Regions from separate parts of the Mus musculus genome. Here region 1 is linked to region 2. The links are chromatin contacts, called in public HiCAR-type maps. All regions are on one chromosome and are shown on one strand. Each heading gives the region's core, a stretch centred on a gene start, on an enhancer-like site or on the middle of the called end of the contact. The rest is flanking DNA. Distances are from core to core; before and after follow the strand shown. Region 1 overlaps Agap1 (ArfGAP with GTPase domain, ankyrin repeat and PH domain 1). Region 2 has its middle 34 kb from the start of Arl4c.

The links. HiCAR-type assays count read pairs that join an accessible place to other places.
Region 1: a HiCAR-type map of astrocytes shows a contact between it and region 2, with 5 times the contacts expected there. The contact joins two enhancer-like sites. A contact is called at or near these places in 2 of 115 datasets of contacts at active chromatin or transcription factors (astrocytes and bone marrow-derived dendritic cells).

What each region holds. Positions count from the first base shown.
Region 1 is chr1:89,508,675-89,511,603 of GRCm38.p6, reverse strand. The region is part of intron 1 of Agap1 (ArfGAP with GTPase domain, ankyrin repeat and PH domain 1); the gene reads right to left. Among named protein-coding and RNA genes, the nearest start is that of Agap1, 55 kb to the right of the region's middle. Within about 2 kb of position 1,368, at least 42 of the 459 cell types and tissues checked have an H3K27ac peak or open chromatin away from gene starts, as enhancers often do. A contact at or near this core is called in astrocytes, where this site is marked.
Region 2 is chr1:88,666,720-88,669,896 of GRCm38.p6, reverse strand. No RefSeq gene overlaps it. Among named protein-coding and RNA genes, the nearest start is that of Arl4c, 34 kb to the left of the region's middle. Within about 2 kb of position 1,361, at least 56 of the 459 cell types and tissues checked have an H3K27ac peak or open chromatin away from gene starts, as enhancers often do. A contact at or near this core is called in astrocytes, where this site is marked.

The sequences.
Region 1 (2,929 bases), core at 119-2,618, 840 kb before region 2:
AAAGGTCATAAAGCTATAAGGCCAGGTTGGAAAACCAGAAGGGACCAAAGTGTCCTAGCATTCACCCAGTCAGGGCCGAAACAGAGAAGCCAAAGACCTTTCCAGAAGTGGTGTGAGAAGCTTGTGACAGGAGGCTGAGGTAAATAAAGAGACATGAATAGAAGAGGCGCAGAACAAAAACTGCTGAGGGTATGGGAGCAACACAGACCTAAGGGCAAGCTACAGCGGTGTCAGAGAGTAAGCAAGCAAGCAAGCAAGCAAGCACAGGGCCCACTGCACAGGCGGGCAGTGGAGGGGCCCACACAGAGTAGTAGCACTTTAAGGACCACGGGGTGAAGACTGGCTGCACTGGCCTAGCTCTTGAAGAAGACTTGAAGAGCAGGAGGGTAACAACAGACTTGAAGGGGAAGAAAAACAAAACACATCCTACAACACATCCCATTCAAGGATATGTGCCATCTTCACTACTCAAGAATCTCTCTCTCTCTCTCTCTCTCTCTCTCTCTCTCTCTCTCTCTCTCTCCCTCCCTCCCTCCCTCCCTCCCCCCCTCCCTCCCTCCCTCCCTCCCTCTGGGGACAGTCTGCAGGAAACAGACTCTTAACAATGGAAGCCCTGCATCCCATCCAGCTACCACCCACAGCAGTGAGAAGAATCCCCATACACTGTAATCACTTGATTACAGTCATAATACGTTCTGATTTGACTACACAGCTCGCTTATTATGGGCATGAGAAAATAGAGGAACAGTTTCAATTACACTTCGTGTAACAGACGAATACAAGAGAATAGCTTTCAATCACGGTGAACGGGTGTAAAAGTTCATTAACCGCTGATCCCTTTACGACAGCCACCTGAGATGATCCTCCACAGGCACAGTTTTAATGCATACTTACCCAAATCTCTAAGCTCAAATACATTTATGAAGATTAGCATTTTTGTTCATTTCGGCAAGGCTGAGGTATTAGCTAGTTTGCTTTGGATAAAAATCCCAAGCTCATTCACCGAAGACCCAGAGAGTTAAGTTAAAATTAAAAGCCTACATCTTGTAAAATAGGACAAAAGCCCAACTTGGGAGGCTGAAAGAAGTCACATTCCAGCCAGAATGGAAGCCAGCAGCCTTCCTCTGCAAACAGGGTTCAGCTCAAATCCATCAGCAGCTTTTAAATCAAAGGCCTTTGCTTCTGCCTTAAATGCTAGGTCAATTAGAATTCTAATCCAAAAAATGGTCCTTAATGGGCCTTCATTAAAGTTCACAGACACTTGTTCCAAACACTGAGTTTGTTGTTTAAGCCTCCCTACGTCCTCACCCGAGAAGCTGCTGAGCGAGCGGCCGAACACTAGCTAGTCACAGGCTGCCTAGGATACGTAAGGCACCTGAGACAAGAGACCTCCAGCTCAGGCAGGAAGTAGGAGATAAAGGGTGTCTGTCACTTGTACACACAGCTGCCAACTGCAGGACTGTGCACTCCTATTAAAAGCTGGGTGTGGTGGTGCCCATTTGTAGTCGCACTGCTGGGGAGACAGGTGGATCCCCAGAGCCAACTTAGTGAGTTGCAGGCCAATGAGAAACACTGTCTTTCTGGCTCACAGTGTCAGAAAGTGTCAGGGTGGGGAAGTCAGAGCAGTGCTAGCCTCAAGCAGCTGCTCACTTCCCATCCACAGGTCAGAAACAGACTGAGGAATGCTGGCTGCTCAGCTCACGTTCTCCTCCAGATACAGTCCATGATCCCAGCCTAGGGAATGAGTCATGCCATCCACAGTGGCACTAAGGACAATCCCACCTCAAACTCAGCAAGATTGCCTGACAGTTATAGCCAGAGGCTGGTCTCCAGGGTGCTTCTATACCCTATCAAGTTGGCATGAGATAAACCATTGCACTAAATTCCCTTAAAATCAAAAAGTTTAGTGCATCCAAGAACACTCCCCAAGACATAAAAACACAAACCACAAAATGAGTGATCCCAGCCGGAGAATCGATGAATACCCACCCGGAATACATGAGGAACACTTACAGCTCAACAAGAAACACACAGCCCAATTTAAACATGGACAAAAACCTGAAAAGGCTCTTCTCCTAAGAATATACACAAACAGATGAAAATCACAGGAAAACTGTTCAACTCTATTAGTACTGGAAATGCAGATCAAAACCACAGTAAGACAACCCTTCTCACCAACCAGAGCAGCTGCAATGAGAGAGTCACAACAGTGTGCAAGGGTGTGGAGAAACTAGAGCTCTCAAAATCTGCTGGAGGAAACGACTAGCCAAAAGGCAGAAGCAATCCAGTGCCTACCCACAGCAAAAGGAGATACAAAAACACAATGAGCGTGTTCCACCCTATCTTTAAGAAGAAAATCTGACCCATGCTAAGACATGAGGAAGCATTGGATGTATGTAAATAAATAAATAAATAAATATTGCATGTTTCCATTTATATGGAATAAGTAAATCCACAGAAATTAAATGTTGCCAAGGCTGGGAGGAAAAAAAAAAGAATCTGAGAGCGGCCACTAAGGGGTATAAGTTACTTGGAGGTGACACCAAATAAACAAACAAACAAGCCAGAATTAGGTAGTACTCATGGTTATGCAAATACAAGCTTTGACTTCAACATTTAAAATTTTTATTTTTAATTGGGGGATGCACTTGAGTGCAGTGCCCAGAGAGGCTAGGAGAGGACAGCGGATCCTAGAGGCCACTGTTGTTTCAGAAGGCTGTAAGCTGTCCAGCATGGCTGCTGGGAACTGAACTCAGGTCCTCTGTAAGAACAGTATACACTCTTAACTGTGAAGCCCTCTCTCCAGGCCCAGGCAGTACACTTTGAAAGGGATAGAGTTTAAATGGGTCACTGGGATGTGCTCTCTAGAAAGATGCATCTTTCCTCCAAGCCCCTGTGCTTCTAGCATGAAGATGACATCTCTGTTCTG
Region 2 (3,177 bases), core at 112-2,611:
CTAGCCTGGCCCTGCACCTGGAGAAAGGGGCTGCCCAGGAGGAGGGTCCTAAAATCCTTCCTTCTGTGCTCCTGATCTAGAATCTTGAATGGATCCCAGCAATGATGTAGAACCCTGCAGGGAAACCCAGACAAAACTAGGCAAAGAACACCGTATAGGCCCTGTCAAAGATTTCAGCCTCTCTTATGTGCATACAAGCCTCAGCAGGGTGACCCCCTACAGGGGCCACCGGGATTACCACCTGGTTGTTGATTATCCTGTAAGCAGTCTTTGGGGGTAGTTAGATTCCACTAGGGCTTGCAGATGGCATTACATTTGGAGAATACGCAGTCTACTGCACCTGATCCACCATGTGTAAGTTCCATGTTTTAGCCATGTATGTGGGAAACTGAAATCAAGGAGGCAAGGAAAGCTAGACAGAGGCAGACCCAAGAGAAGAGGCCCTAGTTAGCCATGGGCACTGCTGCTTGGAAAGCTGTCATGAGAGCTCTTTATTTAGAGCTCATTGCTCGGTCTGTAGGCCGCATGGAAAGGAGGGTGTGGACATGCCACCTGCAGAGTCCGGGGGAAGCTGACAGAGCCAGGCGGGAGTGTCCTGTCCTTCAGGCACAGGTGCAGGTTTCATTCCCAACCTAATCTAGTCTTATGGGGTACAAGCAGGTTTCCTTCACGTAAAGTCCCACACTTTCCCCATTTTGCCTTTGGGGGCTCCTGTTTCCGAGCGGCTATTCAAGCGTAAATCTTGAGCTCAGCAGAGGCCGCTAAACAGTGTTTTCCTGGGATGTTAATTGGTATTAGGATTGCATTCAAAGAGGAGGAAGGCTAGGAGTCCTGTGGTCAGGCTGTTTTTGAAGTGCTCTATTAGCATATCAACAGAGTTAGAGGCCTTTGTTTATGGCAGAGTTCAGGGGCCTTTGCAAATCCCCGGTGGAATGCAGATAGGGCTTTTCCAGCTGGACCCTAGACTCCAGTTGCCCCTGGAAGAATCTATTGGGACCAGCACTCCTCCAGGGACTTAGGGGAAATTCTGCTGTCTCGAAAGTGGTGTGTACCCTGTGGAACTGGCCAGATGATGATGGACCCATAAGCAAATGTGCAAAGATGAAGTCACGATCCAGTGGCGATCAATCAAAAATATTACCCTAATATACTCGTGATAGCTACTCTATAAGGTCTGTGAGACCGGAAGTCAACCTCTCACTTTCCGAGCTCTGCCGTTCACAGCAGCCCCACCTCCCCTGCTCTGAAGCTCCAGGCACCGGTGAGTCAGCTGCCCACTGAGAATGCCCAGAGCTGACCACTCAACGAAGACTTTCGGGTTCAGACTCTGGGGGAAGGAGTGAATGCCAGGGGCTTTGTGTCATTTGAATAGAGCATAAAAAGCTCACCAGGGGCTCTGCCCCACACTAATCCCCCTCAGCAGAGTGGACAACCCAAATGAGCCCTGGTTCAAAAGGAATCTTGAAAGTTTTTGTGCAGAGAGGTGGGAGAAAGGCTTAAACTCAGCACAGTAGTCACTGGAACCAACAGAAGTGATGGCTGCTTTCCTGTGTCCCATGTGCAGTTGGTTTTAGCAGTATTTGCTTTGGAAACTAAAGTCATCAAAAAAACACAGCAAGATACAAGCACACGGGACTTTGAATCTGCTGATCTTGGGGCATATTTTGGAGGGACAGAGCCTGCACCAAGGGAAGTCAAGTTCTTAACTGGCTCCAATGGGATAAGCCTCAGTGCTTTATAATGAAATAAAAAGTACACACACACACACACACACACACACACACACACGCTGGGCATGGTGATTCATACCTTTAATCCTAGCACTTGAGTGGCTGAGGTAGGCAGATTTCTGAATTCAAGGCTAACCTGGTCTACAAAGTGAGTTCCAGATGCACAGGGATGCGCAGGAGAGACAGAGACACACACACACACACACACACACACAGACAGAGTCAGAGAGAGACAGAAACAGACAGAGATATAGAGGACAGAGAGAAACAAAAAAGAAGGAAAAAGTAGCTCACCCAGTTGCTGGAGGAAAGAGAAAAGACCGTTCCTTGTATCCATTTGAAGAAGAAAACAACATTAAGCCAAGGGGGCTGGAGAGATGGTACAGTGGTTCAGATGAATCAAGTTCCTCTCCCAGAGGACCTAGGTGTGTTTCCCACTTGGCAGATCACAACCATCTGTCACTTAGACACATATGCATGCATATATACACGCACACACACACATACACACAAAAATTAAAACTACATCTTGAAACAAAATACTAGCTCATTATCAACTCTTAACCAAAGACTGAAAAACAGCAATGCCATTAGCTCCTGGGGTTTGAAGACTCTTGGTCTCCTGAATGTCCACCCTCTCCTATGCACAGCTGGAGTAACAACACACACACATATACACACACACATACATACACACACTTCACTGCAGCATTCCTGTGGAGATGGATGGTTTATGAGAGCCAGAAATGAGATAGTTGGGGAAGGGTGTTTAAAACATGTCCCCAGACAAGGGACTGCGGTGCATATTTTACACACCAAAACAGACCTGGCCTCCAGGTTCTCCCAGCATCCCTCAGTCTCTATCTGGCATACCCTGCCCCCAACCCTCAACTTTCCAGTCCAGGCTGCCCTTCCTCTAGAGGCTCCCCCTCCTCTTCCTCTTCTTCTTCCCCACCTCCCCCCATGTGCATGCATATTTCTCTGCCTCTACTCCCTTCCCAACTCCCCTTCCCATGCCCTAAATAAACACTATTCTATACTATACCCAACGTATGGCTGGTACCTCAGTGGGAAAGGATGCTTCAGCATAAACCCGCTGAAGTTCTCCTTCCACCTCACCATACTGTGCTCTATAAAACATATCTTGGCTCCCCCCCCCTTTTTTTTTTATAAAACACAACACTTTTCTTGCATCCAGCAGAAAAATATATCTGAGTTGTGACTAGGGAAAGGGTGTGGGATGGCCAGGCAAAGAAAGGACTTTTGTCATTATTGTTACTATTGTTAATATTGAACACAGGGTCTCACTTAGTCTAGGCTGGCTTTAAGCTCTCTATGTAGCCAAGGCGACTGAACACAGGAATGGGTGTGTGCTAGGCAAGCCCTGTATCCACTGAGTTACACCCCAACCCCAGGAAGTAGCTTTCATCACTCCAAGTCCGTAGAT